Regions from separate parts of the Mus musculus genome. Here all the other regions are linked to region 2. The links are chromatin contacts, called in public Hi-C and HiChIP or PLAC-seq maps. All regions are on one chromosome and are shown on one strand. The core of a region is the stretch at or near the end of the contact, and the rest is flanking DNA. Distances in the headings are between cores, read along the strand shown.

What was found. Hi-C and Micro-C count contacts between places; a contact is called where the count stands out from the background. HiChIP or PLAC-seq counts read pairs in DNA pulled down with a chosen protein or histone mark.
Region 1: a contact with region 2 is called in a Hi-C map of myocytes, with 2.5 times the contacts expected there. The contact joins the enhancer-like site here to the promoter of Pfn2 in region 2. A contact is called at or near these places in 6 of 39 promoter capture datasets (the 3T3-L1 cell line, the C10 cell line, hippocampal neurons and 2 more), 1 of 15 datasets of contacts at CTCF or cohesin (large pre-B cells), 4 of 484 Hi-C or Micro-C datasets (the HL-1 cell line, Sertoli cells, large pre-B cells and 1 more), 3 of 115 datasets of contacts at active chromatin or transcription factors (neural progenitor cells, pro-B cells and stem cell-derived neural progenitor cells) and 1 of 9 other capture datasets (adipose tissue).
Region 3: an H3K4me3 HiChIP or PLAC-seq map of embryonic stem cells shows a contact between it and region 2, with 26 read pairs. The contact joins the promoter of Commd2 here to the promoter of Pfn2 in region 2. A contact is called at or near these places in 26 of 39 promoter capture datasets (the 3T3-L1 cell line, 3T3-L1-derived adipocytes, the C10 cell line and 16 more), 2 of 15 datasets of contacts at CTCF or cohesin (the NIH/3T3 cell line and large pre-B cells), 30 of 484 Hi-C or Micro-C datasets (CD4 T cells, CD8 T cells, the HL-1 cell line and 22 more), 34 of 115 datasets of contacts at active chromatin or transcription factors (the 230-238 cell line, astrocytes, bone marrow-derived macrophages and 19 more) and 5 of 9 other capture datasets (adipose tissue, embryonic stem cells, liver and 2 more).
Region 4: a contact with region 2 is called in an H3K4me3 HiChIP or PLAC-seq map of neural progenitor cells, with 14 read pairs. The contact joins the enhancer-like site here to the promoter of Pfn2 in region 2. A contact is called at or near these places in 1 of 484 Hi-C or Micro-C datasets (cerebral cortex) and 8 of 115 datasets of contacts at active chromatin or transcription factors (SST interneurons, VIP interneurons, embryonic forebrain and 5 more).
Region 5: a contact with region 2 is called in an H3K4me3 HiChIP or PLAC-seq map of bone marrow-derived macrophages, with 4 times the contacts expected there. The contact joins the enhancer-like site here to the promoter of Pfn2 in region 2. A contact is called at or near these places in 14 of 39 promoter capture datasets (the 3T3-L1 cell line, 3T3-L1-derived adipocytes, the C10 cell line and 8 more), 2 of 15 datasets of contacts at CTCF or cohesin (the NIH/3T3 cell line and large pre-B cells), 22 of 484 Hi-C or Micro-C datasets (the HL-1 cell line, LSK cells, the MC3T3-E1 cell line and 15 more), 25 of 115 datasets of contacts at active chromatin or transcription factors (the 230-238 cell line, astrocytes, bone marrow-derived macrophages and 15 more) and 4 of 9 other capture datasets (adipose tissue, embryonic stem cells, liver and 1 more).

What each region holds. Positions count from the first base shown.
Region 1 is chr3:58,022,797-58,028,321 of GRCm38.p6, reverse strand. All of the region lies in intron 2 of Gm40055 (a long non-coding RNA gene), which reads left to right. Among named protein-coding and RNA genes, the nearest start is that of Gm40055, 6.2 kb to the left of the region's middle. Within about 2 kb of position 3,156, at least 8 of the 459 cell types and tissues checked have an H3K27ac peak or open chromatin away from gene starts, as enhancers often do. A contact at or near this core is called in myocytes, where this site is marked.
Region 2 is chr3:57,844,626-57,849,632 of GRCm38.p6, reverse strand. It overlaps Pfn2 (profilin 2), which reads left to right and starts at 1,876. Exons shown (of 3, transcript NM_019410.3): 1 at 1,876-2,282; 2 at 4,267-4,459. The coding sequence starts at 2,151.
Region 3 is chr3:57,649,949-57,655,261 of GRCm38.p6, reverse strand. It overlaps Commd2 (COMM domain containing 2), which reads left to right and starts at 3,578. Exons shown (of 5, transcript NM_175095.4): 1 at 3,578-3,675; 2 at 3,763-3,840; 3 at 4,489-4,571; 4 at 5,047-5,220. The coding sequence starts at 3,609.
Region 4 is chr3:58,070,722-58,076,253 of GRCm38.p6, reverse strand. No RefSeq gene overlaps it. Among named protein-coding and RNA genes, the nearest start is that of Gm40056, 16 kb to the left of the region's middle. Within about 2 kb of position 3,538, at least 8 of the 459 cell types and tissues checked have an H3K27ac peak or open chromatin away from gene starts, as enhancers often do. A contact at or near this core is called in neural progenitor cells and stem cell-derived neural progenitor cells, where this site is marked.
Region 5 is chr3:57,670,667-57,675,753 of GRCm38.p6, reverse strand. Ankub1 (ankrin repeat and ubiquitin domain containing 1) reads left to right here. Exons shown (of 4, transcript NM_001033349.2): 3 at 2,754-2,970. Among named protein-coding and RNA genes, the nearest start is that of Ankub1, 19 kb to the left of the region's middle. Within about 2 kb of position 1,988, at least 52 of the 459 cell types and tissues checked have an H3K27ac peak or open chromatin away from gene starts, as enhancers often do. A contact at or near this core is called in the 230-238 cell line, bone marrow-derived macrophages, hematopoietic stem and progenitor cells and 2 more, where this site is marked.

The DNA of each region.
Region 1 (5,525 bases), core at 1,907-4,406, 180 kb before region 2:
GGAGAGCAAGGGTGGAATTTCAGAATGGCTCTCCAGGCATCCCAGCTTAAAGATGGTGGAGGGCACTCAACCCCAGCGGTGTTCTGAACTTTCAACATGGCTATTTTTCACTTTCAAAAGCTTTCTTTAACCATTGTATTCTGACACTTTCTTCAAGGCTAAGTATAGAGTAAAACATAACAGAGCAATGTACTCACGCTGAGCTGAAAGGAGCGGGCGTTCTCACCAAACCCGCTCACAGGTGTTAATGGTTTCTTTGTGTTTCTCCAGTGTTGTCTATCTATTCCGGAAGTGCTCATTTTGTCCTCTGACCAAATTATTCCACTACTGTCCTCCTTCCATGCCTCAATTTTTTTTTTTGCGGGGGGGGGGTGGGGGGGGTGGGGGGTGGGGTGGGGGGGGTCGGCTTCTATTCTGTGTTTACAATTAAGTGGGTCGTTGCAGACGATGGTGAGAGAGGATAATCAGTCAGTGCTAGAAATGGGAGACTTGTCAGAATGTTTTCTGACATGAAAATTACTCCCAAGAAAAGGGGAAATCGTTATCTCTGACCAGTACTTCAAGCATATCCACCAACCCAACCATTTGCTATAGAAAGAAGCAGTTCCATGTTCTTCTAAAAGCTGACAAAATTGAAAAGATGAGCTGGCTCTGTGGCAGTACACAAAAGCAGGAGCTGGGTGGTCGCCATTTTGACTAAGGCTCCAGTGGCCTTGAATATAATTTTGGGAGGAGCTGGCGGCAACTACCCAGTAATTGGCTATGCTATCATACACATAAGTATTCTAGAAGTTAATCACCATAATATTGGAGGTAGTGTTCTGGCATGGTTCCCAATACAAGCTATTAAAACTGCAAAAGAGAGGGGAAAACACAGAATTTCAAGTCACCGAGAGAAAAAAAAAAGCTGTGATTTATGAACATTGGGAACAGAAGAAATACGTAAAACAGTGGTTCTTGAGAATTAGATGTAATGCTAGACACCAAATCACAGATATAGAAAGCTCAGAGAGCATCCTATAGGGTGAATGGTTCCATAAAACTATACCAGGACCTGTTCTGGGCAAAATTCAGAGGGCAGAACAATGATGATGAAATCTTGATAGAAGCCAAAAGAAAGCAAATGATTCTGGCTAGCTCTCCCTTGGACATAGGCAACTACAATGCACATGGAAAGTCTTCGAATTCTTTCACCCCCTGATCTCTACAGGAGTAAAACCAAAAATGAGATCCACTGGGCTGGAGAGACAGCTCAGTAGCTAAGAGCTCTGGTTGCTCTCCCAGAGAACCTAGGTTTTCTTCCCAGCATCCATAGGGAGACGAATAACTGTCTCTAACTCTATTCTCAAGGGATCTGACACCCTCTTCCAGTCTTGTGAGTACTAGGCACACAAATGGTTCACAGACATACATGCAGGTGAAACTCCCACACACATAAAATTTTAAAAGGAAGATAATTAAGCCCACTTTCCCCCTTAGAAACCATTAAAGCAAAAAGAGGAGTGGAAATGATGTTTAAAGCATTGGATGAGAAAGTCTGGTGGCATCAAATTCTACAGGATATAACACCATCCTTCAGAAATAAAGGAGAAATGTAAAGGGTTCAGATATACAAAATTACAGAAAGCTGTTATTAGATTTGCCTCTCAAGAAATATTAATGGGGATTCTCTGAAGCCAAGTAAAATATCAGTTTAAAACTCTGACCTTTGTAAAGAAAGGAAGAGATTTAGAGAAGGAACCTTGTTCTTAATTAATCTATAAGTTAGCTATTAGTCAAAAATAGCAGCATTTCACTACACATTCACCATATATATAAAGTGAACACAGTGCAGGGACAGGACAGAGGGATTACAGGTACCCTGTTATTAACTGGCACTCATACTACTAATAATGGGTATAGCCAATTAATTTAAAGTGAGGGCATTGTAAACATATATTCAAATTCAAGAGTAATCATTAAAAATGTTCCAGTAGTTCATATGCTGAGAAGAAAAATATCCTAAGAGTTAAATAAAAACCTTTCATTCACATCACAAGAGGTGGAAAATGAGAGATACCCAAAAGCAAAGAGTAAGGGCACCAGGAAGAAACTAGATACAAACACGGCAGGCATTAACTATGTCATCATAGTTGATAGAGCCAACTACATCCACCAATACATTGAACTACATCATTTCAAGTGCCAGTGGTCTGAACACCTTCAAAAGAGGCCAGAGATTGTTGGGGTTGGTCAAGAAGTAAACCCCTCTCAAATATGAGTGTCACCATAGGCCCAGGGTTTTTTTTTTTTTTTTTTTTTTTTGCTCTATTGAAATGGAAATTGAAAACATTGTCTTGGTGTCAACAGTCCTGTGCTTAAGAGTGTTGGGACCCAATCAGTGTTACAGTCTGGGCTTGGAGCTTAAAGCTGCCACTTTTGGCTCCTGCTCAGAGTGTGGGAACTCTTGAGTTCTGAGTGTTACAGCTCCTACCTTGGAGCATCAGAATCCCTAATCTCAGTGTCATAGCTCAGGGCGTTGAAGCCCTCAGCTGTGACTGTTTCAGATGCCCAGCAGCCAGAGCTCAGTGGCCTGCTGGAATTCTTCTGGCCATCAGGGTTTGCAGTTCTTCCAAGCTCTCAAATCTTAGCAGTGCTACACCTTCCACAGAGTGGCTCTTTTCAGACATTGCGCTTTGCAGCCTCTGCTTCCTACCTTCTACCGTCTCAGTACTCCGACTGTCCTTTGCAGTCTCAGGTCCCCACTGACTGTGCTCCTACCCTCTCTCTGAAACTCATCACCCACTTTCTAGCTGGTGCTGTCAGGTATGTCTGCAGTTTCCAGCCCAGGGAGCCTTGTCTGCCATTTGTGTCACCAGTCTAGCTTGTTCTACATATTATAAAAAACCAAACCCCCCCCCAACCAAAAAAAAAAAAACCCACACCCACAGAGGCTTTCTGGGGCTTAGGTTGCAGCAGGCAGGAGACTGGCAGAGAGGAATGTCTCCTAGCCTTCTCCACCTACAGCAAGATGAATACTGCTTATATAGTAAGCCATCCATGTACACCATCTATGATGCGCAGGGACGGTGTTTTTCCCTGACCTGATTGAGCACTGCTGAGGCTAAGCCTGGGCAAGATGTTGGCTGCATATCTAGAGCAGCTGTCAGTTGGGTCATCTAAGTAGCATCTGAAGCTGACATGGGCAAAGCCTCCTTGAATGATTTAGAATATTTAGAGCAGCTGCAACAGAATCAAAGGCTTCCTGAGAAAAACCACAGTTGGAAGAGTGACCATAATGGCATCAGTGGTTCCCACAACTGGAAAAAAAAAATCTCCTCAGGAGCCTGTGGCTGGTTTGATGGCTTTCCTGGGCAGCAGCAACCAGATCGGATTCTTCCTGAACAGCTGTATGATGGCTGGAGCAGCTGTGTGATGGCTAGAGCAGCTGGGGCCCCCAGGATGACTGCTGCAGGAGTAGCTGCTTCATTGACAACTCATTATAGCCTCCACAGAGATGAAAGGACTGGACTGAAGTGGTTTTCTCAGCCCAGAGGGACATGCAGGAGCTATAGCAATTATATTCTGCAGCTCCAAGGAATACCACCTCTGTTTGACCTGGGGTGTCTTCCTGTTTTGCTTCTGCACAGCTGTCCGCTGGAGCTAACACATGGACCGGATCTGATGATTGTCAATCAAGTTTTTGTGTTGCCACTAACGGCTTCAATCACGTAAAAGGAAAAGAATATGGAGGAGTGTTTGCAATAGGAATTTAATCTGGAAATAATGTCCTTCTTTAGCAGATCTTACCGAACAGTGCTTAATCCCAGCCAAATGCTTTCAGAAGAGGAATCCACTGATCTGTCTCATAATTACACATGCCGATGAGAAATAAGTAGATGGAGAAAAATATACCACACCAACACCAAATAATGGAGTTTCTATATTCATTTCATATAAGGCAGTCTTCAGAGCAAGGGAACATACTATTACATACAATATAAGGATGAGTACTCAAGAAGACATATAACATTTATTATGCACATGTGTATGTGACTAATAATTGAGCATCCTAGTAACTGAAGCAAAAATAGAACTTTTGAGCAGAAACAGATTAAACCTGATATTGTAGTTGTAGTCTTTAGTATAAATGAGCAAATCCAACAAGCTGATAATCAGAATATAGTTGACTTTAACTGTACCATGAACACAGCTGTATAATTCTCATTTATAAAGTGCTTAGTCCCATAATAAAAGTACACATTCTCCTTCAGATTGTATGGAATATTTACCATTATAGGTTGACTGCACTGCAGGATATAAAGCATATCTCACCAATTTAAACGATAAGCAATCAGGACTGTGGGAATTCTTGTTATCATGAGACTTGGAATTCAGAGCCCATGCACTTATATAAAAAGCCAGGGCTGGTTAACCTAGAGCTAAATGGCCAGGAACAGGTGAAGTCCCTGAGCTTATTGGCCAACCAGCTCTAGTCTGCTGTAGCCAGTCAGAGAGAGCACTAGGTTCAGTGAAAGACCCTGTTTCAAAAAGACAAAGTGGTGAATGAGGGAAGACACTAAATATCAACCTCTGGTCCCTACACACACACACACACACACACACACACACACACACACACACACACCATATATACACATACATACCAGACAAGAAGTCATATACCATCTACTTTCAGACTATAATAGAATCGACAACTGAAAAGTATCTAGGAAGTCCACAATCCTGGGAGGTTAAACGACATATTTCTAAATAATACATGATCAAAGGAGAAATCTGCAAGATCTTTTTAAGTTTTTGAACTACATAAAAATAAAAATAATACTAAAATTTTGAAATACATAAATAGTCCATTGATGAATGTTTATGGTATTTTATAGGCATAAAGAGGAATTTTAACACAGGACTATGTTGTATAACCTTTCCCTGTGGAGACATGAACAACCATCTGTCTACCCCAGGTAGGGCACCAAAGAGAGAGAACAAAGCAATGGTTAAATCCAAGGTGCTGAACTGATGAGTTTGCTGGACTCATTATAGATGCACCAATAGCTGAGAGCAGGAGCTGTACTGAGCATGCCCCACGCCATCCTGGGTGACAGTCCATCAGGACTGTCACCTTCACAGACACTGCTTCCCCGAGTTCCAGCTTCAGTTAACCTTCTGCCCTCTATATGCTCCTCCATCTACCAAGACCTTGTGTAGCTGGTAGGCTGGTGAGAGTTGGGGTAGAATCCCAGGTCACACCCCCATGACTATTCCTCTTTTTATTTCTACTAGGGAGTGCTAATTGCCCCATACCATCACCCCTAGCCTAAGCTATCAGTCTACTGGCCTTCTTATTTCATTGTCATGACAATGTGGCCAGTTATCTATTTGCCTTATGTTCATGCCAGACTCACCCCTCTTCCTCAAAACCAAACAACAGACTATCAATATAAAATATACGAAGAACTCTTAATACTGAACAATAGGAAAACAAACAGCTCAATTAAAATGTGGGAAAACCTGAAAATGCAACTCAC
Region 2 (5,007 bases), core at 627-3,126:
AGAGTAAGGGAGATTAAATCAGATGAGGACACAAAGGCAGAAGTGGACAGATTCCTGTATAAGGAGCAGAATTCTCTATCTTCCAAACAGGAGGACAAATACTGTCCCAACTTGACAGCTGACTACTCTGTTGTTGGCCCTCCTCTAGTTTCCATGGTCTTAGTCCTACCTGTGGTAGTTTGAATGAGAATGGTCCCCAAAGGCTCATACATTTGAATGCTTAGTCATCAATGACACTACACAGGAAGGATTGGGAGGTGTGGCCTTGTTGGAGGAAGTATGTCATTGTGGGTGGGGTTTGAGGTTTCAAAAGTTCAAATTCAGGACCAGGACTCTTCTTGTTGCTTTGGGATCTAGATGTGGAACTCTCAGCGATGCCTCTGTATCATGTCAGCTTGTATACTCCCAAGCATGATGATAATGGACTAAACCTCTAAAACTGTAAGCCAGTCCCTTTTAATTTTTTTTTCTTTGTAAGAGTTGCTGTGGTCTACAGGGGAACGCCAGGGCCAAAAAGGGGGAGTGGGTGGGTAGGGGAGTGGGGGGTGGGTGGGTATGGGGGACTTTTGGTATAGCATTGGAAATGTAAATGAGGTAAATACCTAATAAAAATGGAAAAAAAAAGAGTTGCTGTGGTCATGGTGTCTCTTCACAGCGATCAGAACACTAGGACATTAGTTTTATTTTTTAAAGTCCAATAAATAAATAAGCAAAAGTTCAGTGATGCTATTATAAAATTGTCAGTGTACCCCACAACTTTAAAATTGACAACAGCTTGCAATCTATTGGAGCTTTCTTTCCCTTAATAGGCAGGTCAAGTTTGTCATCCATTTAAACTAGTCATCACTGGGGAACATCTGATGCTGGGTCTAGACCCAGCACATAAAATTAATAAAGATGTAGGTGAATGTTCAGAGACCCTTAAACCACTTCCCACCCTGTCTTATACAAGTCTTCCTCAGATCTAGATTCTGAACTATTTTCACCATCTAGTACAGTGGGTCTCAACCTGTGGGCCTCAAACCCTTTGGGGTCACATATCAGATATCCTCCACATCAGATATTTACAGTATGATTCATAACTAACAGAATGTCAGTTATGAAATAGAAACAAAATAATTTAAGGTTGGGGGTCAGCACAGCATGAGTAACTGTATCACGGGGTCACATTAGGAAGTTTGAGAACCACTGGTCTAGTTCAATGACTCCTTTTCTAGCTTGATTATTCTTTGTATTTCATGGATGTATTTAACGCACACTAACTTTTGCAGTTACCAGGTGCACATAGGGTCTGTTTTGTTTAGAATTTCTGGACGACTGAGCCACACTCATGATGAGCAGCACTGGGTTCAGGGCAAAAGCTCCACTGAACCTGAAGTTCCTTGTACTCAAAGGAGGCAACAAAGAGCATAGAGCTGCTCTGATTTCAGGAGCGTGCAGGCGCAGCTGGCCAAGGTCTTCTAAGAGACACCTCCCCAAGTGTGGGCCATCCGCACTGGCCGCTCCCACTACAAAGGGTAAACCCTCCGCATCCCGTCACCAGGGCAACCCTGCCACCCGACACCGATGCTGTCAATACCGCGTCCCCGAGCGGGCGCTTGAGAGGTGAGCGTGGCCGCTGGGCGCCCAGAGCTCCGGCACCCCACGGCGCCCACTCAAGCTGCTTCGCCTCCTAGCCGGTGGTGAGGCCTCCGCCGCCGCGCCCCAGCCGCACGCCCACTCGCCTCCCGCACGTGTGGGCCGTGATTGTCCCCGGCGGTATCCCTCCGCGCCCCCGCCTCGGCTCCCCCGCCCTCCCGGGGACCCTCGCCGGCTGCGCTGCGGAAGGATCGCACGCACGCGCGCGCACATCCCGCCGGCCGCGGAGAGCCGAGGGAGCTGCGGCGGTGTGAGACGGCCGTCACCAGCCCCGCTGCCAGCGTCGCTCCGCCGCCGGCTCCTGAGCCCCGCGGCCGCGGCCGCCCGGCGCTCCCCGCTGCGGGTCCTGTCACCGCCCGCCGCAGTTCCCCGGAGAGGGGCGGTCGGTGCCTGCGCAGAGCCGCCTCCTCCCCGCCCCCGCCCCGCCTCCACCGCCGCCGCCGCCGCCGCCGCCGCTGCCGCTGCTGCGCCTCTGCTCCTGCCGTCCCCGCTGCAGTGCGAAGGGCTCGAAGATGGCCGGTTGGCAGAGCTACGTGGATAACCTGATGTGCGATGGCTGCTGCCAGGAGGCCGCCATTGTCGGCTACTGCGACGCCAAATACGTCTGGGCAGCCACGGCCGGGGGCGTCTTCCAGAGCATCACGGTGAGGCCCGGGGGCGCCAAGCCGGCAGGTGTGCGGCGGGCCTCTGAGAAGGGGACGCCCGCCCGCGAGGAAGGGATGCGGCTAGGGCTGAAGGGAAGGGTACCGCCGGCTTCCTCGCCCGCCCGCGAGGAAGGGGATGCAGCCGGAGCCCGGTTGCGGGCAGCTGAGCCTGGGGATGCTGCCCGAGGCCGCGCGGGGGCGGGGCGGCCGGACTCTTCGCCCCGGCGGCGCCCCGGCTTGCGGCTGCCAGGGTGGAGGAGGGGACGCCTCCCCGGGAGGCCCTCGGCGTTCGGGGAGCCCTGCGGGCTGCAGTGCGGGTCCCCGGGTGTGGGCGGGGGGAATCTGGGCGGCAGGCTGGCCCTGGATCTGGTTCGGTTGTGAGCGCGGAATGTGGGAGGCGGCAGTGGCCGGATCCCGGGAATTAATGGAGTGACTTTGCGTAGGCTTGCGGGTGTCCAGGCCGCCTAGGCTGGAGAGAAAGGTACGCGGACCACGTAGGTGGAATGGTGAATCTACTTCAGCTTGTGGTTCTATAGTTTTTTTTTTTTTTCCTCCAAGATGGCGAACTGCCATTGATTTCTCTTCTCCACCTATAGAGATTCATCGATATACTGTTATCCCCAGTTACGCAACATAGCTCTAAAAAGGGGATGGTTTAAGGGTGATTTAAAAAAATCTGGGGAGTCGCTGGAGGGGGATAACACTTCTCCAAGTCACTCCCTCTTTAGTGATGGTAGTAAAAGAACTAATACCGATTTATGCTTCACGGTGCCTCCTTTTCATGTGACTTGATGGCTTTTGACTGGGTTGCCACACATTTGGAGAATATTCGTCAACCAGTCTCCAACACTGCTTATTGTTATGCTTGTTTCTATGCAATGCTCTTTAAGATTTTGACACCAGTATCAAGTACAGGACCATTCTCTTAATTTCTTTGCTCCCCACTCCCACTCCCTCCCCTACCACATAACAGAATTCAAGTCCCATATCACAGGTGCTCAGCATTTTACTACTTAATGTGGTTTAACAAATTAGTGTGGATTCAGTCTGTGACAGGAGTGCTTTAAGATCTCCTGTCCCCATGTGGGAGGCCACAGTTCCTATAGCGAATTGACATTTGGTGATTAACTTTTTTTTCTGCAGTCTTGTCTTTGTGTGTGAGTTCCCGCTGTCTGGCTTAAGAATATTGCGGGAGTATGCTTGGAAATGGCTGGGGCCTGCTATGACTCTGCAGTTCTGATGGGGGCGACGCCTTCCTTCTTATTCATGGAACGTTAGAATGAACAGATTCTCTTTTCCGGTTCTGGTGGCTACCTCACTTTCTTTACCAATGCCCCTCCATTTTCTCTCTGATTTTGCTGTTGCTACCGCAGTGCTGTAGACAGAATCACTCTGCATTTGTCCAGAAGGAAAGCAGGTTATTGAATGGAAGGGCAAGGCAAGTTGGAGAGAAAAGAGTGGTGGCTAGAAAAGTAGGAGGGAAATATGAATTTGGAGATGTCCCACAGTCTGTGGTAACTGAGGTTCATACTACCAGGGACATTTCAAGCTGCTTGAAACAGAGATGTAAGCAGGCCCATCTGGATCGACTTTACCCAACTTTAAATTTGATGCAACATGACTAATGTGGCAAAATATGATAGTCAAGCTGTTGTATACAAGAGCTTATACCTGAATCTTTACAATTACATAAGCACCTCAAGTAGCACCTGACTTGAGATAGTTTATAAATAACTCGTTTTCAGTTTGCACCTAGTGTCAACTGCCAACTATTTAGGGAAACTCTCTGTATGGTTGATACACACTGGCTTTTAGTTAGCAGGCCTCACTGTTCGCTGCAAAAGCAAACTAATGTGTAAATCATGTAACCACGAAGGAATAGGTAATAATAAAAACAGCTATCTTGATTCTACGGTAGCACACAGTTTGTTGTATCAGATTCTGATTAACTGTAATTTTTTTCTTCTTTGTTTTGGGTGGCCAGCCAGTAGAAATAGATATGATTGTAGGAAAAGACCGGGAAGGTTTCTTTACCAACGGTTTGACTCTTGGAGCAAAGAAGTGTTCTGTGATCAGAGATAGCCTATACGTTGATGGTGACTGCACAATGGACATCCGGACAAAGAGTCAAGGTGGGGAGCCAACATACAACGTTGCTGTTGGCAGGGCCGGGAGAGGTGAGTAGGCTTTTTTTTTTCTCCTTAAAAGTTGCATGTCATATTACAACTAGGGTTTCTTTAATGGTTTAAATTGAAAATTGGTTCATAATGGCTATTAAGGTGGTTTTTGTGAACTGCTCAGCACTGAAAGGTGGCACTGCTTTCAGCCTGTCTACTTTAGAGTGGTGCATATGCAGCCTCATCTGACTACTCTAAATTATGACAGCTTTGGTAAACCTAAAAATGAAAAGGTGCCTCAGTCCAACGCGTTACGATGCTGTGGGATAGATGGTTGTTAGTCTGTGCCAGTCACTTAGTTATCTTTGTGTCTAATTAGTCTTTACTTGGAGATCTTTCCTTTGATGTTTGCTGAGATTTGAAATCAATTCTCTGCTCATCATTAGAAAAGAAAAGAAAGGAAGGAAAAAAAGATCACATTGTTTTATTTTTTGCCAGGAACATTTCTGAAGAAGAGGGATAGGCCAAAGTTTTAGAGTACATGTTCCATTTGCTGAAATACTTCCAAAGAACGAGATATCAGTTTGAAAAGTAGGAAACTACTCGCA
Region 3 (5,313 bases), core at 2,329-4,828, 200 kb after region 2:
TCCCTGAGGGTTACCAAAAGCTCCTAGGTTTAGACATTTTAACTCCTGCTGGAGTATCTCCTGCTATTATTTTTTTTTCAAACTGAAGTAAAGCTTACATATGATGAGCCACATGGATATTACATGTAACAGGTAGTGGATCTAACAAGCTTGTGTCTGTGTAAAGAATACCCCAGTCAACATGTAGAGTGGCTGAGTTACTCCTGGGACGTTGGTTAAGCTGTTGAATAAGTCTCAACCTTGAAGGACAATGCTGTTCCAAAGTTACTTTCTAGAAAAGATGTGCAAAGCACTTGGAACACTGTTGTTCACTCGAGGTCTGATGGCTTGTGATTCATTTACATTGCTGCGTTTATCAATGGCACTTTTTGTTAGGGCTTTGTTTTTTGTTTGTTTGTTTTTGTTTTGTTTGGTTTGGTTTTTTGGTTTTTCGAGACAGAGTTTCTCTGTGTCGCCCTGGCTGTCCTGGAACTCACTCTGTGGACCAGGCTGGCCTCAAACTCAGAAATCCCCCTGTCTCTGCCTCCCAAGTGCTGGGATTAAAGGTGTGCACCACTACTGCCTGGCTATGGCTTTGTTTTTATGAGGCATGATTTAATGTGTGGTTCTGGCTGGCCTGGAACTAATTTTGTAGTCCAAATTACTCTAAAATCTGTGGCTATCCTTCTGTCTCAGCCTCCCAGGTGCTAGGAATTATAAGGATGAGCTGTTAGACTCCACCCAGTGCTCCATTTTTTTTATTACTTCCTTAGTAGTTAGAATTCTGTTTGTGGATGTATCATATCATCTACTATCATGCATAGAAATTTAGACTGTCACCATTTCTGAGATATTATGAATAAAGCATTTTTGGACAGTACTGTCAAAGTGTTTTCTGGATATCTGTTTTCGGTGTTTGGGGGGTGGGGAGCATTAAATACCTAGGAACGGAATTACTTGATTATAAGGTAAGTACAAAATTATCATTGAAAGAACTTGTTTAAGAGTTTTTTAGGTGCCTTTGCAATTTCACACTTCCACCACAACAGAAAGGAGATCTCATTTGACATGCCTCCCTAACACTTGCTTCAAGGCCTAACAAACAAGTTCAAATGTTTCCAAGCAGCTGGCCAGAGGCCTCCTTTCCTCCTCAGAAATCCCAGGTAGGAAACAAGAAGTTGTTCCAGTGCTAGCCTCTGGTGAGCTTTATAACCCTGGACGGCAGAAGGCAGCAGCAGATGAGCCCGGTAGCAGGTGGTAGCCTCTACGGTTACATCTCCTGTGCAGATTTCTGATAGTAACATTCCTAACCCTGCAAGTGCTATGATCCCTGGGCAAGCCTTAGTGTTGGAATAGACCTTGAACAAACAGCGCCAGACCCTGACTAAAGAGCTTTTCTCCCCTAAAGCTTGCTGAAATCCCCTGCCACTATGTTGAAACTCCAACCTCTTGCCAGGCATGGTGGTGCATGGCTTTAATCCCAGCACTCAGGAGGCAGAGGCCAGCAGACCTCTGAGTTCAAGGCCAGCCCTTCTACAGAAGAAGTTCCAGGCAGCAATGAAGAGAGACCCTGTCTCAGAAGACCACAAAAACAAATAAAACAAAACCCTCCAGTTCTTCCCTCCTCACTGCCATTTCCAAACTCATCTGCCCACTCTGCCCTTGCATCCTGATAGCCAGGCAAGGGAGTTTCTAAAGATAAACAGACCTGTGTGGATAAACAGCTCCAGGAGGGAGAAACTACAGGCTTACCTGTAGCCCTAGCAGTTGCATTCCCAAACTGCCTACATAAGCCCAAGCACCCCCTTTTCCTTTTGCAGACACTGCCTTCATCCTGTGCCTGCCCTTTCTGTTTGAAATAAAGAGTTCCATCCGTTGAGGTCAGACTGGTCTATTTCCTGCCTCTATAAGCTGTTTCTTTAAGCTGCCTCGGAAATCTAATGTTGTGCTACTTCAGAAATCTAACATTGGTAGTGGAATCCTTACTTCTACAAGGTTCATGGCTCTTGTATAGGTCTACAGTAAGTACCAAGACTCTTTTATAGGTGTAAAAAAAAAATCAAGATATCTTAGTCTTGGGCAGTAGCCAGCACTGAAGATACTAAATAGGCAGGTATCCAATTCCTCACCCCTTGGTGATAGACAATTGTGTAGTTCCTGGGCCTGGGGTAGTTGAAAACATTGGCTCCCTAGAACTCAAGAACTCTTTGATTATTTCTAAAATAATTTTTATGACATTAGGAAGAGACAGAGAGTGAGAAAAGGGAGAGAGGGGAGGAGTGAGTTAATATGTGAACACATGTGCCTCAGTGTACGTTGGTGAGTCAGAGAACAACTCATATGTGTTGGTTTTCTCTTCTACCGTGAGGGTTCCAGGGGTTGAACTCTTGTCTTCAGGCTTCACAGCAAGCAGCTTTTATCCACTGAGCTATCTTACCCACTCAGCTATCTTACCCACCCAGTCTGTTTGAATCTTTACCATCTTCTATCCCTCTTCAGTTCCTAAGAAACTGGTTATTTTACGTTCCCCGCCTCTCAGCTCTCCCTCTTCTGCTGGCAAGAGTCAGGCTGTGCTGTCACTTCTATGGCTTGATGTTCAGAATGCTCAGCTGTCGCAGCTGCTGCCACATGGCTGCTTTTATCATTGCTGCTATAGCACTGTATCTGCTTCCAGAAGTGGGCAAGAAAAGACCCCTAGAGAGAAGCCTTTTATTGAGTCCAAAGTTGTAGCAGCAAGGGATACAGTGTAGGGTGTGTCTATCCCTACCTGCTCATGAACTGAGCAGCCAGCTTCTAAATCTGAAGAAATGGTGTTTGCACCATTTGAAGCAAACCTCACATGTAAACAAAGGTATGTTTGGTTAGCATCTTCCCTTTTGTACTAAGAAAGTGCTCCCTTTCTTGCCTAAGTGGACACGTTCACAGGCTTATTTAGGGATCATGAAGGCTTGTGATAACACAAAGTCCTACACAAACTGTTCAAAACTACCCTAGTTGGGGCTGTATCTTCAGAAATTAATGCAAAGACCTCTGCTCATAGTGTAGTCATAGTGTAGTTTCTTCAAGGTATTTGTGGAGTGTACAAAATAGTCACTACATATATATTTATGTATATATACATGTAATATACGTATACATATATACATATATATACACATATATATACATATACACATACACATACATATACATGAGTATATGTATATACATATACACATATACACATACACATACATATACATATACATGAGTGTTATATACCCAAAACTAGAGTTAGTGATGGTTGAGAACGTGAGTACTGGAACCGAATCTGGTTCTTCTGCAAGAGCAACAAGAGATCTTAACCACTTAACCACCATCTCTCCAGCACTACATATTACACTTTTGCAGGATGGCTCATGAATGAGTGGAAGACTTGTACCTTCAACTCTTTTAACCAGCGTTCACTGCCTACCTTCACTCCTATAGAGTGAACCGGACGATACCGTGCTCCTAGGACTGCCAGCAACCGGAACCCAAAGCATGGGCTGTACCGCGACGCCCGCCGGAACTTCTTTTTGCCTGCACAGAGGTCGGAAGTGGTGAGGGCGGGGCCGGCGCCGGGTGGCAAAGTCTGAAGAGCCGCTAAAATGCTGCTGGATTTGTCCGAGGAGCACAAGGAGCACTTGGCCTTCCTGCCGCAAGTGGACACTGCAGGTAAGTTAGTGCTTGCGGGGTGCTTGCGGCGGGGACAACCCGGGGGACAGCCCGGCACTCACAGCCTGCTGCTGACTTCCGTTGCAGTGGTCGCCGAGTTCGGGAGGATCGCCGTGGAGTTCCTCCGACGGGGCTCAAACCCGAAGATCTACGAAGGCGCCGCCAGTAAGAAAGGGGGAGGACGGGCTCTGTCTGTGGAGCTGGAGAGTGCGATCCATTCTCTTTCTCCGCAGGAGTCTTTGCAGGTCCTAGGGTCTTGTTCCTTGTTCCTCTTAAAACCCCGCAGAGCAGTCAGTCAAGGCGCACACTGCAAGGAGCTGCGCGCTTTTATAACTAGTGTGGAACAAATATCTTCATATTTAAAATGAATACAGTGCCACCTGCCTTTTAGAAATATTCTGGTGCTTAATAAAATACCGCATGCTGAAGAAGTGGAACTGTCATCGAAGTGTTTAGTAAACATTTGCTACCCAGAAACTGCTTTTTTTCTAAGCTGGGGGGGGGGGGGTGGTGGTGGTGGTGGTTGAGATTAAGAACATCTCTACTGACTTCTCCTTCTGCCTGGGTTGAAGGGGCTTTGTGTGTCTGTTCACAGGTTTGTGTTTTGTTAGGCTGACTTGGAGGGAAATAGCCAAGGCCCCTGTTAGTGGAGTGGGTTAAGAAGGAACAGTAGTCTCCGCTTAACTCATTTTTATTGTATAGTTTGAAAACAGAGCAATTGAATGTGTTTATTTTTAAACAAATTGATAATCTGTTTATTTCTTCACCACCCCACCACCACCACCACCACCACCACCACCACCACCACCTTAGGAAAACTGAACGTGAGTAGTGACACTATCCAGCATGGTGTGGAAGGATTAACGTATCTCCTCACCGAGAGCTCAAAGCTTATGGTAAGACTTCTGAGAGCTGTATTGTATCACCCAGATCCTTTCAAACTGGCGCCTATTACAATATTTCTAACTCATAATCGAATTTGTGCAGTATACCAAAACAGTGCTATTGGCGTTATCTAATATGAATTCCTCTTGCCGGTTTAAATTATAATTGTCTCTATTTCTGCATCATGTGCCATCACCCATGTATGTCAGGAGATGGGAGAATGAAATATTGCATTTTTAAAAATGTATCAGCAGTCATTATCTGGCTTGATGGAAAAATATTAAATAAAATTAGGCATCTTAATTTCTTTCCTATTTTAATAAGGTTATTTTGTATATTAGTAACTTGGATTTCAGAATGGTGGGTCTTTAAGGAATGTTCTAAATAGAATTAGAGGATATAATGTACTTGTGTGTGTAGAAATGGTTTAGCATTTACTAGACAAAGATAAATTCCAGTGTTCTGTTGAACTCAATTTACCTTTAGATTTCTGAACTGGATTTCCAAGACTCTGTCTTTGTTCTGGGATTCTCTGAAGAACTAAACAAATTATTGCTTCAGCTCTACCTGGACAACAGAAAGGAGATCAGAACTATTCTGAACGAGTTAGCACCTCGTCTTCCCAGTTACCATAGTCTTGAGTGGCGGCTAGATGTACAGGTATGGCTTTTCCTTTTCTTAAATCTGTTATTTACCAACTTAACCAAGCTCTGGTGTGAAAACGAAAATGTAGATTTTAATGGTCACTTTGGG
Region 4 (5,532 bases), core at 2,289-4,788, 220 kb before region 2:
TACCTTTGGGAACCAATGAGTTTATTGAGTGTGAGAAAGTAGGGTGCCCCAAAACAGCCACACTTGAAATCCTATTCCAAGTTTAATTAAACAAAAGAACTGTTCAAAGTTACAGACATCTTGTCTCAAAACAACAACAATAATAATAAATGAATAATGTAAATTTTTCTAAAGATTTTATTGTACATGGCATATTAGAATCTTTTTTTAAAGAGTCAAACATAATCATAGAGTTTAGTCTCCTTAATTCTTCATGTTGACAGAAAAACATAGCTCTCATCTCAGAAGGGATAAAAGATGGGAGCCAAGTGTGAGTGACTAGACCTGGGAACACAGATTTCAGTTACCTCAAATTCTATGTTCTACAGATTTAATAGTTTGATGAAATTTTTCTAGTAACAGAGAAAGACCAAAATTAAGGTGCTTTTCATATTTACTGGTGGAAACAAGAAGTAAGCAGGTTCAAGCAAACTGGGGGCTAAGAGACTGGAATGGGACAGACCTAGGCCTTGGATAGGATTTAATCTGTTTGTTAATCCTCTGGTTGGTGGAAACAAAAGTTTTTACAAAATCAATATAATGCAGAAGGTTTTTATCTATTAGTCACAAAGGTGGGAGGGGGATGGCTATTTTGGGGTGATTGCTGGCTTTAGATCAATTGTAATTAGCCTCTGGACCTACCTCAGTCCAACCTCTCCTCAGCCATCGATGTTGGAGTCAGTTAATCATCCTTGCAGAAAGTTCAGGTGAAGGTCCACTTCTTTCTGGGACATGCATCTTTCTTTCTTTCACATCCATCATGTTCTCTCTTACCTTGAGATTTCAACACCTGTGAAGCCACACATTGCTCAGATATTTCAAAGCATTTCAGCACTTTACCCAATGTTCCACATCTTTACTGTTGAAGTCTACAGTTGTTAGCATTCCTTCAAGGCTCCGCCCCACAGTTACCTAGCAACAGCCAGGTATGCCTGATTCACTCTTAAAAAGGGCTGTTTGCCCCCACCACACTCTCTTAATCTCTTCTCTCCCCTCCCTGCTCTCCTTCTATGTGTTCTTGCCCTCCCATCCCCCATCCCTGTGCCTTTCTTTATCTCTCTACTCCATCCTCAACTCCCCTAGTCATGCCCTAAATAAGCTCTAGTCTATAGGTATGGTTAGTACCTCAGGGGGAAGAGATGCCTCAGCATGAGCCCGCAGAGGCACCCCCTTCCACCTCATCATAACATGCCTCTACCAAACATATACTGGCTCTTTCTTTCTTTTTTTTTTTTTTTTTGTAAAACACAACAGAGATAAACATTTGATCCTTGTGTTTCAGAGAGCTCACCAGATGATTGCTCAAAAGCAGTCTAAGTCCAAGTGAAAGTCTTTATCCCAGTCAGCTGGGATCACACTCAAGTGTTGGGGGACCTAGGCGTGTTCCTGAGTGCTCAGAACATGGAACTCTTAGGAACACAGACATCCATTCATCTCGTTCAACAGCTATGATGGCGGAAGGTGCTTTACAGAGTGAGCAATTTGAAGCAAGCAGTTTTAACAGAAGCTAGCTGGAGGAGGTTCCACACAAACAAGCAGTTTTAGCAAAAACTAAGAGAGTGAGCAATTTGAAGCAAGCAGTTTTAACAGAAGCTAGCTGGAGGAGGTTCCACACAAACAAGCAGTTTTAGCAAAAACTAAGAAGGTTAGCTAGGACATCCTGATCTTTGCTTCCTAGAACAGAGTTGGGTAGTTTTCTGTGGGATTTTCCATCAAGGAGATCAGACTCTAGTTAAACCTGAAATTGGCCTCAACAAGAATACAAGATGGAGGAACTGTCTTGGCCTGTCATCTTTGTGCACATGCTTGCCTCTTTATTAGCCTGTCTCTTCACTTCCTTTAACCTTTTGAGCTAGTCTCTCCTACCACAGAACACGTGACTGGCTGTGTAGGTCACAGTGTGGATTAGAACTTGTGGAACCAGGTATGTCTACTGCTACAAAAGCAGCCAACCTACCTTGAAGTCTTTTTTTTTTTTTTTTTTTTTTTCAAGACAGGGTTTCTCTGTGTAGCCCTGGCTGTCCTGGAACTCACTCTGTAGACCAGGCTGGCCTCGAACTCAGAAATTCGCCTGTCTCTGCCTCCCAAGTGCTGGGATTAAAGGCGTGTGCCACCAGCTATACCTTGAAGTCTTAATTATGCTGGTTCCAGGAAGGTTTGCTCAGCACAGACCTGCTATTGCCCACATAATGAGAAACCCAGCTGCGGTATTGTCTCTCATTCTTTACAGAACACAGTTTTATGCTACACAGTGAAGAGGAAGCACAGGTTTCCTATTCATAACACATGTTTACATACCTCTCCAGCAGAAAAAAAGATTCTAAAGAGGCTTTCAGACTACTGAAACAATGAACCTCAAAGGATTAAAAGTTCTCCAGGAATCCCTTGTTGGCGGGGAGAAAGACTAAAGCCCACATGCTGGCGGAAGAGGGATTTGCTCCCAGGAAGAAATTTTACAGTTTGGACAAATTAACATATGTGTATTTCATGGCTTTTGTTCAATCTTTTCTGTAAAACACTTCAATAGAGAAAGCAGAGAGAAACTAGGAATCTTTCTTCTCCCACTTTGACCAACGTGTAAATAAATTCATTTTCTCTTATACATTGGTTCCCAATCTCTTTCAAGATACAAAGTTTGTGACTCTAAGGTGTGCTACTTCTCATGGGTCGTTACCCTCCTCTCTACCTCCTGTCTTGGGAGATGAAAGTAAGTTAGGAAACTCAAGAAAAAAACTTAAAAAGTAGCAGCTGCTTGAAATACATACACACATATATTTAAATGAAGCTACCCTATGACGGGAGACAATACCCCATCTATATCCTATATGCTAGCAAAAGCAAAATAAAACAACAAAAAAAACCCCCAAAACTAACAACAACAACAAAACCTAAACAATTAAACAAGCAAACAAACAAACAAACAAAAAACCTCAGCCAGAAATGGTTATCTTTTTTTGAGTTGTTTACAAAGTGGATTCCACAGGCCATCAAATACTATGGATTATTTTTCGAAATTATAATCTAATTACAAGATGTCTCCTTTCCTTTCTGTTTTAGCACAATTGGCTCTTTGTTAACACCTAAACACATCACTGTTAAGCTACAACCTTTCCTTTCTTTTTCATTTCCAAGATGACACATTAATATCTATATTATAATATAAAACACTTATCAAACTTTAAAAAGTTCCACAGTCTTTACAAATTCAAATACTTTGAAATTCAATTGTTTTTTGTGTTTTTGTTTTAATTCAGTCTCTTTAAAAATCTTGAACCTCTTTAAAAATTCAGTCTCTTAATTATGGGCTCCTGTAAAATCAAAAATAAATTGTGCATCCCTACTTCAAGAGATAAGAACCAGGACACAGTCAAAATCAAAGTAAATCAAAACACAACTCCAAAAGTGTAAACAACTCATTGTCCAATTATCTGGGACTCACTCATTGCTGCCTTGCAAGGGATTCCTCCAGGTTTCTCCCAGGGACCTAGCAACAGGGACCGAGCGGTAGCTTTCATTATCATCTGCTGCCATTGTCTGCCTGGTGACAGCTTATAAAAAGGACTACTGGCTACCCTTCCTCTCCTCCTCCTCTTCCTCCCCCTCTCCTCATCTGCCCCCCCCCCCCATGTGTTCCCATGAGTTTCTGGCCAACCACCCTTTCTTTCTGCCCTTCTCCATTCCCACTTTCTTTGTCCTCTTGGCTCTTTGTTTGACTGTATCTCTTCTCCAGGTCTTCACTGATGTGTTTTGTAATACAGTGGCATGACGTGGAGGGAGGAGGTGCCTTAGTGGGCCAGTGCTGAGGCATCCCCCCTGAGGTACCAGCCATACAACAGGTCTAGTATGAAATGAAGTTTATTTAGGGGCCTGAGAAGGGGGTTGAGAGGGGAATGTGGGAATGAAAGGGGACAGTTAGGGACAGAAAGAGAGAGAAGAAAGAAAAGAAGAGGCCGGTGGCTGGCCGGGAGCATGGGGAGAAGAGAGAAGGGTTGGGGAGAGGACAGAGAGGGAGAGGGGAAGGAAGGGAGAGAGGGAGGGAGGGAGAGACAGAGACAGACAGAGAGACAGAGACAGAGAGAAAGCAGTTTTTTAATAGCAAGCCAGGTTTGTACCTGGTTGTTGCTAGGTAACTGTTGGGCGGAGCCTAGAAGAAACTCTAACACCCATACCCCTCCCTTCCCCCAAATAAACCTCCCTTATAACAGATCCATTGCATGGTGTGATTTCTGAGGGAGAGAGCTTAGCATGGGCCCACCAGGTACCCTTTTGCCTCCTGCCATGGCTGCATTATATTTCATAATACTCGTGTCTTCTAGGTGTCTCTAAGGGACTTGGGCCACTTCTATGCTCTGCCTTCTGCAGCACACACAGCTAATCTCCTGGGCTCAGGCTAGCTCCCTCTGCTGCTGCTCTAACTAGGGGTCATCCCAGGGCCCTGGCATCTCGGGTCTGCTGGGTTCCCTTGGTTACAGTCACATCAGCATTCTGTTGCCCGTGCTGTCCTTCACTGCCTGCATTAGCTTCTCTTTCTCCTTGAACTGACTTGCATAAGAGCAAACAGAAATAACCACACAGTAGAGTCAATACTAGGCTGTCTTAAAATTTTCCTCTGCCAATAATTAATCCAAAGCTCTTCAACTGAAACTCAGGCAGACTTTTTTCAGACAAGGGCAAAAAGCAGCCATATCCTTTGTGGAATATCACAAGAACATTCTCTAGGTCACTTACTAATTTTCTTCTCTGAAACCTCTTGAGCCTGGCTGTCATAATCCACATTTTTCTCTCTCATCATTCTCTTCCTTCTGGTATAGTACATTACAACTGCTTAAAGTATTCAACTGGATTCCTAATCCAAACTCCCAAAGCCCTTTTTCTGCCCACAAGCAGCATAGTCAGTCTGTCACAGCAATAATCCACTCCCTGGTACCAAATGATGTGCTAGTGTTCTATTTCTGTGAAGAGTCACCATGCAAAGTCAACTTTCATAAAATAAAGCATTTAATTGGGGGCTGGCTTACAGTGCTAGAGGTTTAGTCCATTATCACGTCAGGGAGCATGGTGGCACACGGGCAGACATGGTGCTGGAGAAGTAGTTGAGAGTTCTATATCTGGATCCACAAGCATTAGGAAAAGAGAGAAAGAGGTGGTGGTGGTGAGGGTTGGGCTTTTGAAACCTCCTAGCCCATCCCCAGTGACACATCTCCTCCAATAAGGCCATACCTACTCCAACAAGGATACATTTTCAAATCTTTTTCAAGTAATGCCACTCCTCCATGATTAAGCATTCAAATATAGGAACTTATGGGGCCATTCCATCAATGCTGAGATGGCTACTTTTGCGCTTTAGATAATTGACACCACAGGATTAGTTGATTGCTAATAGATAATATGCTTTCTTAATAAAAAATATTGCAGGCTTGGACTTTTAAATATCTACTATGCATAGTGTATGTATAGTGGGAAATTATTAAGATAAAACCAGTTTCATTCATA
Region 5 (5,087 bases), core at 739-3,238, 170 kb after region 2:
TATTACTTGCTGCAGAGTTTTCTACATGTGTGCACAGACTAGAGACCTTTTTCTTTATAATCATAGGATAATTAATATTCTGGCCTGCTTTTAATCTTACTTATCTCATGTTATTATGTAGTAGTTTGCTGTTGAGATCAACTCCATTAACTGGGTAAGGTCAACTTAAGCCTCTACACTTTTGTTTACTTGTTGTTATCTGTTTATTTGCATTTTGTTTGTCATTTGTTTGCATTTATTGATAAATATAAATTAGAGAGAGCTAAAGAGAAATTGGAGGATTCTAAAGAAATAACAGGCTGGTGTTGTGTGAATTACAATTTTTCTTTCTCTTTACTATCTTTAAAAAAATGTATATGGGGTTAGAGAGATGGCTCAACAGTTAAGAGCACTGGCTGCTCTTCCAGAAGTCCTGAGTTCAGTTTCCAGCAACCAGAAAGTGGCTCACAACCATCGGTAATAGGATCTGATACTGTCTTCTGGTGTGTCTGAAGACAGCTACAGTGTACTCATATACATAAAATAAATAAATCTAAAAATATGTGTATGTATGTGTAGTTGCTTGTATTGCGCATGCTAATTATGTCCCCCAAAACTGTTTGCATGAGAAGGTCCACATGTAGCTTCTGGGAACCTGTTCCCAGCTGGTCCTGATTAGTAAATAAAGATGCCAGCAGCCAAGAGCTAGGGAGGAAAGACAGAGGTGGGATTTTAGGATTTCCGGGGCTTGGGCCCAGGAGGAAGAAGAAGGAGAGCCACCATGCAGGGTCCATTCATAGAGCCTGCCATGGAGTAGAGAAGCAAGAAGAGTGGCCCAGAAAATGTGACCCAGAGGGTTGACTAATCAGAGTTAAGAGCAGCCAAGATGGAATGTAGGAGTTAGTAAATAACAACTCGGAATTGTCAGCAGGAAGTAGATTCTAGCAGCATGGAGGTTAGGAAGTTGCTCAGCTATTGTGTTGCTTGAGGCACATTAAAATATAAACACTGAAGTGTGTGTGTGTATGTGTGTGTGTGTGTGTGTGTGTTTGTGTGTGTGTGTGTGTGTATTCATTCAAGAACATCAACCATTTGAGGTGGGAAGTAACCCAGGCACACACCACCACCACCACCACCACCCAACATATGTGTGGAGCCCACAGAGACTAGAAAAAAAAAATCAGAGGCACCAAAGTGGATTTACAGGCATTTGTGAGCTGCCTGATGTGTTGATATGTGTGCTGGGAACTGAACTTGGGTCCTGTGGAAAAGCAGCAAGTGCTCTAAGACACTGTACCATTAAAAGACAGCCCCTCTCCACTGTCTTTTAATTACATTGTATAATAACTTCTGCCTGACTATAAGTATTTCTGGGACAAATTTGTCAGATACTTACCTGAGGGAGCCAAGGGAAGCATGAATGTTCTTACTGAGTGAGACTGAGATTATTACAACCTATGCTCAGAACACTTAGCCCACTGGGCACAGCTTGCCAGGCTGGCTTCATGTGTAACAGAAGAAACCCTGAACCCGTTCAACTGGTTTCAGTCAATGAAATGCACTCTCAATCAAAATACTGGAAACTCATATTTCATCAGTAACATCATTCCTCTAAGAATTTCTGAGATGTGTATGTTATATTATGACAGTGGTATCCGGGAAGAGGAATGGAGTTAACATACTGTAAGCAGGAACAGGCTCCAGGAGAACCCGAGAAGAATTTAGCTTTGGGTTGGCTTTTGTCTCTTGAGACAGTTATGTAGAAAACTTTCTATGTACATGAGGCTGGTGTTCAACTCCTGATCCTACTGCCTCTACCTCCCAACCTCTCAAGTCCTATAACTACAGGCAAGGTGTGGTAAGTGGCTGGGTTGGCTGAAATTGCATGAAGGACTTGAAACTCAGGTAGTCACTTCTACGAAAACCTCTGTGGTGGAGACATTCTGGGGCCGTGCCATGCCCTTGCATGTGCTCAGCCACCGAAAGACTGCTGAAGACAAATGTTAACAGTCCTGCCACCACTGAAGGGGAAGTATAGCCAGTTTCACTTCTCCAGACTGCTGGAAAGGTACTCCTATTTCCCCGCCCCCTCCTTGGGCTTGGTTGGTTCAAGTATTGCTGAGAGGATTAACATTCCCTCAACTTAACATTTTTACTTCTGATGTCTCAATTCTACTTGCTTTCCTATTTGGACTCTAAAATAAAAGGAATAATGAAACTGAAAAAAAAATCTATATTAGGTATTTCTGTTTTACAGTATTTGTATTTGGTATTTTGTGTTACATCACTAGTAAGTAATAATAGTAACTCTAGTGTGTTCGATAAGAAGCAGGCCACGCAGATGAGGAAGAACAGACACAGTTAAGAAAACTGTTCCTTGTGTTCTCACTTGGATCCAGCCTCCGGACAGAACCTCAGAAAAGGGACTTTTTTAATTGGCCAAAGGTGAAAAGCCCAGTCTCTCCACATTAAGCACAGAAGAGTGGAGAAGTGCTCTCTGTTCTGTTTGCTCTGGGAGCACAGGATACAAGCTGGCCGCACTCCACTTCTAGATCTGGATCTGTAGCATAAACCCCAGAGCCCTGAGTCTTCATCCCTTGGCTCAAAGCAGGGGCCAAGTGATGTCCTCAGGGCAGGGAGTGAAACCAAGCCACAGAAGAAAAGTGGCTTTATATTTCCCCACTTTGCACACACATCCTGGGAAGGAGAAATGCTCAGAGTCCTGCATCCCTAACAACCCTCGGACAGTGAGTGTCCCCTTTTCTCTCCTGCAGAAGGAAGACAAACCCACTCTCTATGTGTTCAATGCCGTGACCCAGGAGATGATGCCAATAATGGAGAACATGTCTCTCTTGGATAAAAAGGTGTCTGACCTGAGAATGCTGGTAACTCTGAGATGCGGCTTCCCTGTGAGTGTCTACTGTCTCCGGACACCAACGGGACTGGAGATGTATGACTGCAACACCCTCAAGGATTACCAGACTGATATCGGTAATGCCTGCCACATTTCATGTCAGCTGCCACCCAGGACTAGGGCTCTTTTATGCCAGGTTTTGCAGCTTTTCTAGAGGAAATGGAAACCTTGGTTTTTATATTCATACTGTTAGGCTTATTTATTTACCCTAAAATAGCCAATACATTATGTGACTTAACGATCAGAAGTATAAAAAGATGTACAGTAATAACTCTCCCTGGCCCCCTAAGCACTTGGTCTCTTCCTATAGGAAACCCTGGTTGGTATCAAGATTTAAAATCACAAATTACATCACACCAAATGGAGCTGTTGCAAATTGAAACCTCAGGAGGCACCCTGAGGGTGTCAACTATCAATATTTTGCTTTTTCATCTGGGTCTGTAGAATAAGAAATAATGGTCTCACAATTCTGCTTATTCCTCTATGTAATTTTAGAATTTTTATTTGTGTGTGTGCATATGGATATGTGAACATATATGTGTGTCTATGTATATGCACACACACACCTTTGGAGGGCAGAAGAGGGAGAGAGATCCCCTAGAGTTGGGGTTACAAGTGGTCATGAGCTGGAAACTGATCTCCAGATTCTCTACAAGGGCACCTCCCATGCTCCGAACTGCCGAGCCATCGCCAGCTCTGCTCTGCTAATTCTTTTTCCTTTTTAAAAAGATTTTTTTTTCTGTGAATACATCTCTGTCTTCAGACACACACCAGAAGAGGTCCTATTACAGAAGGTTGTGAGCCACCACGTGGTTGCTGGGAATTGAACTCGGGACCTCTGGAAGAGCAGTCTTAACTGCTGAGCGGTCTCTCCAGCCCTACTCTGCTAATTGTTAAAGCAACATTTTGCTAATATCATCAGGCTAGAAGGACAAAACTCAAAGAACATCATCTTTGTCTTCTAAAGAACATTTCAAGCACATACAGGAGTTCAGATGTTCTTTCTTAATGCGGGTGGCAGCATTATAATACAGAGTTCTGAAACTTGCTTTGTACAATTTCATTTTAAAATGTTGCCAATTATATTACAACAACCTTTCTAGCAGCAGTTCTGTGCAGGATGAAAAGCTGCCTTAGCTGGCTGGAATTTGCCCAACAAAAAGACGATAACTTCTCTTTCAGAAACATGCGTTCAGGTCGCATCTTCTGTGGCCAAATGTCAACAGCAAAAAGTAATAGATTTGTCTTACATATGCTAGAAAGTGACTCAGATCTTAAATTATTCCTGAAAGGTGAATGAATCCTTACTGAAGATCAGCTCATCTCAGAGTGGGAGGGTGCTATAACATTTGCTGAAAGGGATTTTTGAGTTCTAATAGACACACAGGGCTTTGTAGGCATGCTTGAGTTAAATAGTTTTGCTTTCTGTTAAAAAATAAAAATAAAAAATAAAAAAGAAGCTAAAATCACTGCTAAATCTACACTTATTGACATTTCTCCCAGCTCTTACTTTGCTGAGCAATTGACTTCCATGTTGTTTGGAACTGAAGATCTAAAATTGTTGATATCAACTCTTGTCTCTATTTTTGATCAGAGAAAGTAAAGCTGTAGGATTTGTCCCCAGAGTGCTACTCTAGTTCTGAGTGCTTGCTGGAGGCTTATTCGACCTGGAATGTAGGGCTCACTCTGATTTGTGCTCAAGCAGCTGATAATCCAATGCTTTCATTAAAGATCAGAAGATAGAACAACACTAGAATGCTTTCTGGAGGGCATTCGTTCACTCACTTCTTGGACTGTGACATTTTAAAGCTGGGAAGGATTTGGAAATTACTTGGTCCAAACCCACTTTTCCAAGATTAAAAACAAACAAACAAACAAACAAACAAAAAAACAGTTTCTAAATTTTTCATGATATGTTGAAGAATCCCTTAAATTTGAATGTGTGTGTGGGGGGGGGGGGTGAGAGTGGAGGGTATTTGAGAGAGAGGATTTCAGATGTAAAGTCTAGAGCCCAGAAATCATAGGTAGATCTCCTGGCTACCCACAGAACATAAGGCTCAAAGAGAAGGATGGGGTTAGGGAGGTGGCTTTGGCCTGCTTCTCACCATTCCCAAGGCATAACCAGCATTCCCTAGGTAGCCAGCCAGCCCACTTGCTTTAACTAGAGGAATCCTGGCCAGAATTCTGCTCATTG